2 separate regions of the Mus musculus genome follow, and region 2 is linked to region 1. A link is a contact called in public HiChIP or PLAC-seq data. All regions are on one chromosome and are shown on one strand. The core of a region is the stretch at or near the end of the contact, and the rest is flanking DNA. Distances in the headings are between cores, read along the strand shown.

Evidence for each region. HiChIP or PLAC-seq counts read pairs in DNA pulled down with a chosen protein or histone mark.
Region 2: a contact with region 1 is called in an H3K4me3 HiChIP or PLAC-seq map of bone marrow-derived macrophages, with 6 times the contacts expected there. The contact joins the enhancer-like site here to the promoter of Fam193a in region 1. A contact is called at or near these places in 2 of 39 promoter capture datasets (fetal liver and hippocampal neurons), 1 of 115 datasets of contacts at active chromatin or transcription factors (bone marrow-derived macrophages) and 2 of 9 other capture datasets (adipose tissue and liver).

Annotation. Positions count from the first base shown.
Region 1 is chr5:34,365,548-34,372,437 of GRCm38.p6, forward strand. Fam193a (family with sequence homology 193, member A) reads left to right here and starts at 4,386. Exons shown (of 21, transcript NM_001243123.1): 1 at 4,386-4,880. The coding sequence starts at 4,659.
Region 2 is chr5:34,587,506-34,594,395 of GRCm38.p6, forward strand. All of the region lies in intron 1 of Add1 (adducin 1 (alpha)), which reads left to right. Among named protein-coding and RNA genes, the nearest start is that of Mir7036b, 17 kb to the left of the region's middle. Within about 2 kb of position 4,071, at least 38 of the 459 cell types and tissues checked have an H3K27ac peak or open chromatin away from gene starts, as enhancers often do. A contact at or near this core is called in adipose tissue and bone marrow-derived macrophages, where this site is marked.

The DNA of each region.
Region 1 (6,890 bases), core at 3,136-5,635:
GTTAGTGGGTAACTGCACTTGCTGCCAAGCCTGAGAGGACTCATGTTCGATTGTGCTTGAAGGTTTGGACTGGACTGCTGGTATCCTGACCAGGAAGACTGGAATTTTCCCAAAGAACTACCTCTAAACAGGTCTACATCCCCCTTATCCTACTAACCATCTTTCTCCCCTACCTTTGGTTGGTGGGCTAGAAGGGAAATTAAAGTGTATAAGAACCCTTATTAAAGCAGGTTTTGAAAATCTACACCTACACTACCTCTCTGCAACTGAAGTTCCAAATTAAACATTTTTGTTTTGTTCTTTTGTGTGTTTGGTTTGTTCTTTTTTTTTTTTTTTTTCAAATAAGAACCTTTGGTCATGCGTGGTGTTATGTCTGGGCAGTAGAAAAGTAACAAAGGGGCTGGTGAGATGGCTCAGTGGGTAAGAGCACCCGACTGCTCTTCCGAAGGTCTGAAGTTCAAATCCCAGCAACCACATGGTGGCTCACAACCATCCATAATGAGATCTGACTCCCTCTTCTGGAGTGTCTGAAGATAGCTACAGTGTACTTATATATAATAAAAATAAATAAATCTAAAAAAAAAAAAAAGTAACAAAGACATTCCTCTTGCAGAGGACCTGGGCTTAATTTGCAGTACCCACATGGTGTGTCACAACTGTAATGGCAGTCCCAGGAAATCCATGTCCTCCTCTTGCCTCCATGGGCATACACATTGTTCATAGACATACATGCAGGCAATACAACCACATACACACAAACACATGACTAAGTATTTTTTTAAGGAAGCCAAATAGCTAAGCATGATGGTCCTGTAACCCCCAGCATAAAATGACTGCAATTTCTAGACCACTCTGGGCTTTAACTCAAAACCCAATACTATTTAAGGATTTGTAGCATGGTGATGGTGACATATACCCTTAATCTCAGCACTGAGAAAGAGGTCAGGTAGATCTCTGTGAGTTTGAGGCTAACATGGACTACAAAATGAGTTCCAGGAGAGCCAGAGCTGTTAATTTTTTTTTTTTTTTTTTTTTTTGAGACAGGTTTTCTGTGTAGCCCTGGCTGTCCTGGAACTCACTCTGTAGACCAGGCTGGCCTCGAACTCAGAAATCCGCCTGCCTCTGCCTCCCAAGTGCTGGGATTAAAGGCGTGTACCACCACCGCCCAGCAAGACTTTATTTTTCTTTAAAGAAACCAGATACAACCAGGTACAGTGACATATGTCTATAACGTAAGCACCCCAGAGGCTAAGACAATTGGAACATGAGTTTAAGGCCAATTTAGGTGACACAGTAACATTCTGTCTCAAAGCGAGATTTAAAAATAAGAGATTCCTGAGTATGATACTTATAAGCCTTGAGTGGCTCTTGAATACTTTAAAGATGGTGAATCTGAACAGACAAATGCTAAAAGCATAAAACAGAAGCTCCAGAAACCATGTGAAAAGAGATGAACATACCTCAACTTCTATACCTAATCCTAGAATTACAGAAGCTGAGGCAGGAGGACCAGGACTTCTAAGGTAGTTAAATTGTCTCAACATAACTTGTTGAAACATTTTAAAGACCACTCTCTAGATTTGTTTTTTAATAACTCTAGTTTGCTGGCTAGTTAGCTTCACTGGAAAGATGTCAGAGATCTTTGATGTTTTTGTGTAAGGTTGCTTAAGATTGATTTCAGTGTAGGTTTGCTTTTGTTCTCATTTTTATCTTGGTTAGGAGTCCCTGAGCATCTTGAAATCATGGGCAGGTGGAGCTTCCGTTAGGTAGACTATGCTTCTATGGCACTGCATCCTTTTTTCCCCAACTGTGTGCCATAGAACTTTCCTTTCTGGGTCATACCTGGGCATTTGCAGTCTGTAGTGTAGCTCAGTGACAGCATGCTTGCCTACTGGCATATTTGATAGTTATGGTGTTTACGTTGATTTATCTCCCTTTTTTTTTTTTTTTTTTTTTTGGTTTTTTGAGACAGGGTTTCTCTGTAGCCCTGACTGTCCTGGAACTCACTCTGTAGACCAGGCTGGCCTTGAACTCAGAAATCTGCCTGCCTCTGCCTCCCAAGTGCTGGGATTAAAGGCGTGTGCCACCACCGCCCGGCTATCTCCCATTTTTAAAATCTTAATTTTTTATTTTTTTTCTGGAGACAGGGTTTCTGTCTTTGGTTGTCCTGGAATTTACTCTGTAGATCTGCGTGGTCTCAAACTCACAGAGATCTGCCTACCTCAGCCTCTTGACTACTGGGATAAAAAGCATGTGCCATTTTACACACACACACACATATATGTATTATTATATATTACACATATAAATCATATTTTAAGTATAATATATAATATAAACATATATATTACATAATAAAACACTATATATTATGTATATGATATTCTGCCTTCTGTTGGCTTCAGGTATACATGTGGTACATATACATACAGGCAAGCAAGCACTTATTCAAATTTAATTAAAATATATAAAACGAAGTATGCATCTCCATGGCATTCCCTGCTTAAAAGCCTTCCATGGCTCTCCCAGGTGGTTAGAATAAAACGAAGCTGGTGGTGGCACACACTTTTAGTCCCAGAACATGGAAGGCTGAGAGGCAGGAGGATCTCTGAGTAGTATAGTCTACATATCAAGTTCAAAGCCAGCCAGAAATATACAGTGAGATGCTGTCTGAAAAACTGAAACAAAAGCAAAACCGAAAAACCAAACCAAAAACTCACCCAACCAAGCAAACAAAACAAACACCAAACCAAAAACAACAACAACAAAAAAAACCCTCTTCGGCCTCCTTATAGAAGCTTAGAGATTCTGTGAATTCATTTGCTCTAGAAACAAAGTGTCTTTGTACATACACTTATGTTGGTGCCCAAAGTTATACCTGAGCTAGAATCTGGGCCTTGCCTCTGAAAACTAGAGTGGCTTTGGGCAACATCCTTAGCACCTATAAACCTGTTTCTTATCCATAGACTATGACTAATAGCACCTCTCAGGAGAGTGTATGTGTGAATGGAGATTTGACAGAGAATGACTGCACTGCTGGACAAATGGTCATTCATTCACCTAGCAATTACTGGAGTGCTGCATGCCCAGCCCTGTGCCTGCAAGGGGTTGGGATTATGGTGGAGGCAAGCACTTCTATATCCTGTGCCCTCTAGGATACTAATGACACTTAAAAATTTCAACTCCATGCCAATGTGCCAAGAACAGAAGAAAGCAAAGTGGTTATGGAAGTAGGGAGGCATTCAACTGGACTCCTTAGATGAAATGGAGGGAAGGGGCGGTCCTGACACTGCCCACCTATGGAGTACTGAGGGAGATTTAGCCTGGCATCCTACTACACTTTAATATCAGAGCTATCCAAGACCTGTTTGGGTGAGGGACCTTCATTCTATTGGGAAGTTAGTCATTGAAACGGGGTTCATCACATTGGGCTGCTCAGGTTTGGGGTGAAAAATGGGTCAGAATTGCTGAATTGGGCCAGAATGACTAACTAGGAGGTAATAGGAGATGGTTCAGGAGCGCATGTCTGTATGTCGCAATGCTAATCTCAACAGATAGCACTTGGTTCCACTGATGGAATCAAAAATAGGTATGAACTGCGGGAAACCTTTGGTTTGGGTCCTTGTACCTATAGGCGATAAGCAGGGCGCCAAGGAACAAGGTTTCTAGGTAGTGGTCCAGACTTCTGTCCTGAACTAAAGTCCTCCTGGTATGTGGTGAATGGAAAGTGATGAATAGCATGGGCGATGGCCTGAGGAAGCGCTCCTTTAAGTATGGAGACTTTAAAGAGAAGCGAGGAAGGAGTGAGGCAGGCTCCTGCTTACTGCAGGCCTTGTCAGCGCAGATGCAGTGAATTACCAGTCGGCGGATGCCGGCCCTCTTTCCACTGGCCCTGGCATAGGCCAAGGTCACACAGCGACAGGTGAAAGGGGCACGCTCGAACCTGGACTGGGCCAAAGTCAGCAGGGCCCACTACGAGCAGGGCAAGAGCTTGGGTCTTTGGCAGGAGGCTGTACTAAAGGAACTGAGAGACCGCCAGAGTTGGAACTGCGAGACCCTCTTGGACCCCGCCCGCCTCCAGCTCCGTCCGTGCGCGGACTACAGATTCCACAGGGCCACGCGGCGCCGGACGTCACCCTAGGCACACCCTCTCCCCGCACGACTAACTGCGCGTGGCCCTACGGGAGTCGTGGTCCCGCCCCACACGCCCGGGCGGAGCCGCGGGCGGCTGGAACTACAGCTCCCGGCATGCCTCGCGCGTGGCGTCGGGGGCGGGGTCCCAGGCCAGGGGCGCGCCGCCCGGGAGGGCGGAGTGCGGGGGGCGGCCGCCCGCGCCCCTCCCCCTGCCGCTGCTTCCCCCCTCCCCCGACGTAAACTGGGATCCCTTTCCCCTTGTGTCCGCCATATTGGACTCTTAACTCTGGTCAGCGGCGGCACCGGGCCCGGTGGACTCGCGTCGCTCTCGCCAGCAGCTGCCCCTCAGATCCCGTCCGCCCCGCCCTCCCAGCCCGGGAGGAGACCCCGCGCCGCGCCCCCCGCCCGGCCGGCCGCAGCGCCCGCCGCCGCCTCCGCCTGCCCGCCGCTGCCGCCGCCGCCCGCGGCCCGGCGCCCGCCCGCGCCCCTTCCCCGCCCGCCGTCCTCCGTCCCTCACTCCCGCCATGAGCCCGGCCGACGCTAAGCGCGGAGCCAAGCGCCGGAAGAACAAGCGCGGCGGCGGCGGTGGCTCGGGTGGCGGCGGCTCGGGCGGCAAGGCCGGCTCGGCGGCGGCCCTGCGCGGCCCCCAGGCCCCGGGCCCCGGCGCGGCGGGCCTGCTGGGCGGCGCGGCGGCCCACGGGCCTCTGGGCGCGGGTGCGGGCGGTGCCGCCGGAGGCTACTTCGAGGTAAGCAGCAGGGGTCCGCGGGCGGGAGCGGCCGCCGCCCCCTCACGAGCGGCCGGGCGGGCGCGGCCGGCGGATAACGGGCCGGCGCCTGCCTAGCTGACAGCTCCTCCCGGGCGCGAGCGCGGCGGAGGGAGGGCGGCGCCGGCGGGACCCCCGAGGCACACCGACTGTGGCCTTGAAAAGTGCCCCCTAGAAGTTTCTGGGTACCGCCTGGCGCACCACGGGCGCGGCTGTCTTGCCCTCTGTGCCTGCTGCTGTAAGCTCTCGGGAGCCGCCGGGGTCTCTTTCCTCAGGAGTGTCAGCTGAGGATAGTCGCAAGGGTTGGGGTAACTATTTTTTCAGGTTTACTTACGCAGGCATGCTGTGGATGGACCGCTGTCTCTTTTATTCTGTTTCAGAAGATAGTGCTGGTACGTGGGATGCAGTTGGCATAATCGGTTCTATAGATTGGATTGGCCACCGAATGATTATGGGTTTCTCTCAAGTTGCGTTCTTGTAAGGTTGCTAAAACAAGTTATCTTCTTTTAAAAAGACATCCACAGTGAAGAAACCAAAGCTTTAAGGGGTATTTGTGTGCCAAGTCATGAGGCAGATTTTTTTTTTTTTTAATGAGATTCGGAATATTGTGTTGGCACAGTATGTATTGAGAGCAGTTGAGAAAATTGTTGGGGATGGGCATGGGTTTTGATGCTCATGTTGTTGCAAGAAAGTACAGTAATGGATAAATACTTAAGTTTTCCTTATTTGTTCCCGGTGTTCTCTGCAGTTTTGGTGCAACTTTGGGAGCTTTCTTCGCGGAGTATTGTTACATTTGTTTAGCATCTGGGGTTTGTCCTTGGGTTTGAGTTTCCAGAGTTTGGCCTTTTTCTTGACTCTGGACAGCTCTAGTTTAAAATGAGGTTGTGATTTTTCATTTTGGGACTTTGTGGGTCGCCTTTGCTTTTGCTGGAAGGGGAAGGTGGGAGGTTGGCCTGTTCGAAAGCTTTATAGAAAGGGTAATAGTGGTTGCTGGAGCTGGAAGTGAAGTACATCCATTTCTGTATGTACAGTGAAGACCAGCTGCTAACAAGGAGCCTTACTCCTCATACCTCGTGCTAGGTAGGATTGAGTAATTGCAACATAACATAGAATTACCTGAAATAACTTGCTTTTTGTAGCTCTTCAAACTCAGATTATGCATAATTTTGACAGAATTGTTTGTGTTGAACTATTATGCATCAAGAGTTTGGGCCATCACCCACCATTAAAAACAATCATACACAAAAAAGTTTCATAAAAGGATTCCCAGTCTTTTCTGGTCTTTGCTGTTCTACTTCATTTCCTTAATAAAATACTTGTTCACACATTTCTCTGTGCGTTATTGAATTTAGACATACATCATGTAAAAACATTGCTTTTATTGTATTTTAAAGTTAAGGTGTGTTTAGTTTAAACATCTTTTTGTGTTTTCCTCATATACAAAACAAGTCTTCATAGCAGTAGAACTAAAAATATCCTTGTAACCCCAGAGATCTTTTTTGTTTTGATTTGATTTGAGAATGGGTCTTTCTCTGTTTTGGCTGTCCTAGAACTCATTATGTAGAGCAGGCTGACCTGGAATTCAACAGAGGTCTGCCTGCCTCTGTCTCCCTATTGCTTGGATTAAAAGCATCACCATCATACCCAGCTCCACAGAACTCTGAAAATCCAGTTTCCATACAAAATGGTAAGCTCTTTGGGTGCCTTATATGGCACAGCACAGGTATGCATAACAATGTCAGGTAACTGTTGGACCTGTACTTCCCAGAGAGAAGTCTTGAGCTTCCTCTACTCTCTCTAGGTCACCAAACCAGAAGGTGACTAAGAAAGGACAGGAAGGACTGTCCTTATCCTTAGTAGGGAGTCCCACATTGCTCTTAGTGCTGGGCACAGAACTGTAGGTTATACTATCTTATTTGAGGTGGCTCCTGAGCTAGTTAGTGGAAATGTGGGTATGGGTAACTTCTTGTGAAATTGTTGGTCCAGAAGTAA
Region 2 (6,890 bases), core at 2,821-5,320, 220 kb after region 1:
CAGCTGCTCCTAGAATCCAGAGTGTGCTGGACATTGTCAGTCCAGAATGCTAGACCAGGCAGTGTGCGCGTGTTCTTTAATGTGTGCTTATTAAGGCCTTATTATTGATTGTCTTATGAGTAAGGCGGAGGGGTCAGACACACAAGTTTCTTGCCGCGTGGGGACTTGCATTCTAGTGAGGGAGATAGTGCATTTTTGACTTGTTACTAATAGTTAACTGCCCCTTACTGGGGGGCGGGTACTAGAGGTTGAATTTAGGGTTTTGCTTTACCACTGAGCTTTTAACATCCCCCCCCCAACCCTGCCTAAAGAATTTTTTTTTTTGGAGACAATGTCTTGTGATGTTGCTAAAGCTGATCTTAAAGTCTTTATCCTTCTGTGTCAGTCTTCCAAATGATGGGATTACCATCCTAAACCATTACAACCCAGCTTAAAACAGCTATTGTAAAGATGTTTAATGTGGCCTGGCAGGGTGGCCTAGTGTCTAAGGTGCTTGCCATGTACGACAGGGGAGCTCAGTGCTTGGAACCCGAGGTGCAAGGAAAGAACAGACATCCAAAGGTTGTTTTCTCCTCCACATTTATAGGAAAATAGGCACGGATAGAACTGGAGAGACAGCTCATTGGTTAAGGGCACGTACCACTCCTGGTTCGATTCCCAGCATCCATCTGTCACTGTAGCTCATGAAGGAAGCTCACTACCTTCCTCATGCTGTGGTGACCCTAGTCATAAAATAATTTTTGTTGCTGTTTCATAACTACAATTTGTTACTGTTATGAACTGTAATGTAAATGTCTGTGTTTTCCAGTGGTCTTAGGTGATCCCTGTGAAAGGGAACCATTTGGAGTTCTACCCCAGAAGGGGGACCCACAGGTTGAGAGCCGCTATCTTTATGTCCAGGAGATCTTGGTACCTGTGGTTCTGTGCATACATCCCTGCCCCCCATGGATTGTTATTGTTGTTTTGAGACAGAGTTTCTCTGTGTAGCCCTAACTGTCCTCTAACTCACTCTGTAGACCAGGCTGGCCTGGAACTCAGAGGATCCTCCTGCCTCTGTCTCCTGAGCGCCGGGATTAAAGGTGTACGCCACCACTGCCTGGCTGGAATTTATAAAAATTTTAAGAAAATGGGTCAGGTGTAGTGACAAATACCTGTAATGCCAGTACCCTGGAGTCTTCGGCAGAGGATCTGGAGTTTGATGCAGCCCTTGGCTGTGGAGTGAGATGATCTCAAACCAATCATAACCGGATAGAAAGGGAAGCAGGCAGGGCAGGGGTAAACACCTGTTATCCTTGTGAGTACTGGAGAGGCAAGAGTGAAGTCAGGCTGGACAACAGATAGAGACCTTACTAAAAGACATTTTAAGAAAGCTGGCCTTCACCGGGCAGTGGTGGCGCATGCCTTTAATCCCAGCATTTGGGAGACAGAGGCAGGCAGATTTCTGAGTTCGAGGCCAGTCTGGTCTACAGAGTGAGTTGCAGGACAGCCAGGGTGACACAGAGAAACCCTGTTTTGAAAAAAACTAAAACAAACAAACAAAAAACCAAAAAAAACCAACAACACCATGATCAAGCCAGTTGGGGAGGAAAGGGTTTATTTGGCTTACACTTCCATATCACTGGGTAGGAGCTGATGCAGAGGCCACGTAGGGGTGCTGCTTACTGGCTTGCTTCTCTTTGCATTCTCAGCCTGCTTTCTTATAGAACCCAGATCCGCTATCCCAGGGATGGCAGCACTCACAACTCCATCCATAACTAATTAAGAAAATGCCCCACAGGCTTGTCTGGAACCCAGTCTTATGGATGTTGCCTTTTCTTCATTGAGGGTCCCTCCTCTCAGATAACTTTCGCTTGGACCAAGATTATTCAGCACATAGCCCATATCTTTCTCTCTCTCTCTCTCTCTCTCTCTCTCTCTCTCTCTCTCTCTCTCTGTCTCTCTCTGTTTTTTAGATTTATTTTATATATGTGAGCATACTATTGTTGTCTTCAGACATACCAGAAGAGAAGAGGGCATCAGATTCCCTTACAGATGGTTGCTGGGAATTGAACTCAGAACCCCTGGAAGAGCAGCCAGTGCTTTTAACTGCTAAGCTATGTCTCCAACTCCCTCTATGGTTCTTTAAAAATATGCTATTTTAGTTTTTTGAAATAGTCTCATGCAGTATAGTCCTTGGAATTACTATGTATTCCAATCTCAGGCTGGCCTAGAATCAGTGATCCTCCTGCCTCAGCCTTCAGAGTACTGGGATAACAGACATGCACCACAATGCCTGGCTTCTCTAGGTGAATTTGATAGATGGCCAGAATAGAGAACCAGAGAGTACAAATAGAGATGGGGCTGACAGTATTGTTAGGGAAGAGCAAGAGCTCAGGGCTCTGGGAAGAAAGGAGACAGCAAGGGAAGCTGCACAGAGTGGCTGGAGAGATAGGAGGGAAGGCAGAAAGGACGCTGGGAGGCTGGGGGTTGGGGGTGAAAGGGGTGGGGGTGGTCAGGTGCTGCTAGGAGGTTGTGTGAGGTGATCACGGAGGGTGAAGGGAAGGAGTTATAAGTGAGTGGGTAGAGGAGGAATTAAGGTAGGTCTCAGAGGCTCAGAGCTTTTGGAACTTCGACCTCCACCCTTTTTTGGTGCCCTGAATTCTAATCAAGTTGGAGAGCGGCCTCTTCTGGAATTCCCTCTGATCCCTGCTGTGAAAGCTTCTCAGTGCTTGTATTCCCAAGGTAGAGGTCAGGAGTTTCTAGCAGAGGAGTAAGAGAGCACAAAAGGGCAGCCTCCAGGGTGGAAGGCAAAAGGGCATCCTTCAGAGTGGAGAGCAGACCAGAGCCCCAGGGCTTCGGTTTAACCTTTCTACCCCCGAGGCGGCCCAGGGATTATTCCTGAAATAAGCAAAGGCTTAGGAGCCATCCTCATTCATTGTACAGTCTTAAATGCAAGAATAAGTTCCAAGATGGGACTGTGGGTCAAGCTGAGGTTTACTAGGGCAGAGGGCTGCAGTGCTTTGCCTGCTCTGTGAAGAGGGGCTCACGGGAGAGGCTTTCTTCCTCTTACCTGGTAACTTTGCCTGCCTCATCCTGTAGCCACATTCTCTTATTTATGTCTCCAGAATTTGGGACACCTTTAACCCTAACAATCCTACCCTCTGGCATTAATTTTCTATATAGAGTGAAACAAGATGCTTAACTCTTTCTTAGTTTATTTGCTCTTTTACCACAACATAAGAGAAATGTATTAATCAAAAAGTCATAATGTACTTGACTAATACATTCTCATACTCTGGAACAAGTTATTCTCATGGGTCTTTTGTTTGTCTGTCTGCCTAGAGGCTGTTCTGAACACAAGCCACCTGGCCATGGCCCCAGTCACCCAAGACTGTGGGGCTCAGCAGGGAAGGGCTTGCAGTGCGCGGATGGCGACTGGGGTGGGATCCCTGGACCTCACATAAGGTAGAAAGGATGACAGACATACAGTACTGTGGCTCTCTCCGCATCTGCTGATGTCATTATAGCACAGTGTCTTTGTTTGTTATACACTTGCTCTAATGATTATTATTTTATTGTCTAAGTGGTATTTTATTTTTAAATTACTTTTATAAATTAACTTTAAATTGTATATATAACACTTACACAGTTGCCCCCTGTCTGCTCAGCTCCTTACACTTCTGTCATTTTCAGTTTCTTGCGGATTTTTTATTTATGCAAATATAAATGAGTTTTTACTTACCCCTCACATATACCATCTATATTGATTTCTGTATCTTTCTTTTTTCATTTAACAATACATCCTTATTTTGTGAAGACACCTGTACATTTATAGTTACTTGGTAGCATAAAGACTTAAACAAACCTCTAATAGCCTATGTGGTGACTTTTCAAAGAGCATACTTTTGACAGTTTCACTTAAGCTTATGTTTGTGATTTTAAATGCTTCTTGCCTAGATCAAAAGAGGAACCCTGTCTCTGTCTGTTCTCAGGCTTCAGGGCTAACACAGCAGCACTCGCAGCCTTTGCGTGTGCAGAACACTGAGCCATTCTCCCAGCATTCAGTCTTGGGCTCTTCTCAGTCCTTCAAGTCCTAGCTTTTACTTCAGAGCTTTCTTTTGTCTTATTCTTCGCAACTAATTACTTCACAGTGTGGAACATTCAGACCTTTGATTCTGGGGGAAGCGGGGAGTGCTTCTTTACTTGTATTCTTGCCAGACTTCTCCACTTAGCCCTCCCCTCAGAAAAATAATTAAAAGGACAGACCAAATTTTTACTTAGCAACCTTCCCTTGTGGAATGTCCTTCAGAAAGTGTTTGGGAGTGGGGTGCAGTTCAGCAGAGGCGTATTGGCTGATTACCCTTGAAGACCTGTGGTGTTTGATTCTCAGCACCAAAGGGGAAGGAATGAGGCAGGGCAAATTTTGTTTCAGGAAACAGTACATTTTGAAGGATTTTTATAATGTCAGCAAAACTATTACAGTAGTTGAGAAAGCCTAATGTGGTAGGGTGGGCCTTTTATTTATTTATTTTTAAAATTTTTTATTAGATATTTTCTTCATTTACATTTCAAATGCTATCCTGAAAGTCCCCTATATCCTCCCCCTGCCCTGCTCCCCTACCCACCCACTCCCACTTCTTGGCCCTGGTACTGGGTCAAGTTATATAAAGTTTGCAAGACCAAGGGGTCTTTCTTCCCAATGATGGCTGACTAGGCCATCTTCTGCTACATATGCAGCTAGAGACACGAGTTCTGGGGGTACTGGTTAGTTCATATTGTTGTTCCACTTATCCGGTTGCAGACCCCTTCGGCTCCTTGGGTACTTTCTCTAGCTCCTCCACTGGGGGGCCTGTGTTCCATAGAGTGGGCCTTTTATCCTACTACTTTGGAGAGAGTGGCAGACAGATCTCTGAGTTCCAGGCCAGCCAGAGCTAGATGATAAAAACCTGTCTTTAAAAAAAAAAAAAAAAAAAAAAAAGCCAGGCAGTGGTGGCACAGGCCTTTAATCCCAGCACTAGCACTCAGGCGGGTCTCTGTGAGTTCGAGGCCAGCCTGGTCTACAGAGAGAGTTCCAGGACAGCCAGGGCTACACAAGAAGCCCCCAACCCCCAGTTATAGTAGTTGAATCCAGTGAAGAAGCAAAAATAGGAAAGGCAGTTGGCACTGTTGCAGTATAATGTTAAATTTCGACTTCTTTTCCTCTAATATATATATATTTTTAAATTATGTGTATGGTTTCTGTACCAGGTCCGGGCACGTGATCCCTGGATCTGGGCTTAGCAGTGGTTGTGAGTCTCCCAACTGCTGGGAATGCAGGCCTCATCTCCAGCCCCATCGACTGGTGCAGGGAAGGCGTTGAACAGTGTCTGGCCTCAAGCTCACTGGAGTCTTGCTTCTACTTCCTGAGTGCTGAGGTCACAGGAGTGTATCACCATGCTTGCTGTTTCAGCCACCAGGGACCCTCATGGTGCTTGGCTCAGAATATGAGACTTGGTACAGACGCTGGTGAATATGCTCATTAGACACTAGTCTAGACTTCTCTCATATTCTCCTAGACTACAGACTGCTCTCTTTTTTGTACAATGATCTTCTGTGTTTCTTTCCCTCCCTCCCATCATCATCATCATTTTATTTTTTTAACTATGTAGCTCAGGTTGGCCTTGAACTCTTTTTTAAAGATATTTTATTTATTTTATGTATATGAGTACACACTGTAGCTGTTCAGTTGGTTGTGAGCCTTCATGTGGTTGTTGGGATCTGAATTTAGGACCTCTGCTCGCTCCAGTCAATCCTGCTCGCTCAGGTCCGCCCCACTCAATCAGTCCCTGTTCGCTCCAGCTCAAAGATTTATTCTTTACATAAATAAGAACACTGTAGCTATGGCGTCAGATCTCATTGCGGGTGGTTGTGAGCCACCATGTGATGAACTCAGAACCTTTGGAAAAGCAGTCAGTGCGTTTACCTGCTGAGCCATCTCACCAGTCCCTGGCCTTGAACTCTTGATCCTTTTGTCTGAGTCACTGGAATGAGTGGAATTTCTTAAAACCTTCTGTTTTAGAACATTTGGATGGATATGTGCGCCTGGCCATGTGAAGATAATGGATATCAACTTCAGTGGAATTAAAACAAACAGAACAAAGACCCTTTATGTACTTCTGACTGTCCTGGAACACTACTGTATGTAGACCAGGCTGACCTTGAACACGAAGATCTGCCTGCCTCTGCCTCCTGAGTGCTGGCATTAAAGAAATGCATCACTGCTCCTGCCTAAATTAATTAATTAATTAACTATATATTCTGTCTTTTTGAGACAGGGTTTCTCTGTGTATCTTTGGCTATCCTGGGACTTACTCTGTTGACAAGGTTGGCTTCAAACTCAAAGAGACCTGGCTGCCTCTGTGTCTAAGATCTAGGATTAAAGGCGTTTTTTTTTTTTTGTTTTTTTGTTGTTTTTTTTTTTTTTTTAAAGAAAATTTGGTACAAAGTAGTGATGTGAAATAATTTTTGTACCTCCTTAAGCCTCATTGTCTAGCTACCTTCTCGCAGGCAGTAATGGCTCATGCCTCTAATTTCAGCATCCAAGAGGCAGAGTCAGGCCTTGAGTTCGAGGCCATCCTGGTCTATAAAGCACATTCCAGGACAGCCAGGGCTACACAAAGAAACCCTCTTTTGAAAATCCACCCCCCAAACAAACAAACAACCAAACAAAAAACCCGAACAGTTATTTTCTTAGTCTGTCATGTCCCAGGAAGTGGAGAGATGTTGCCGAACCAGACAGAAAGCCTGAAGTGTGTGCTTGTGCTTCCTGAATTTGAATCTGGCTGCCTGGGCCTCAGTACAGTAGATGAGCATGGCATTTGGAATTAGTGCTCTTGAGTCAGTTCTGAGTTCAGTGATTTGTTATTGAGTCC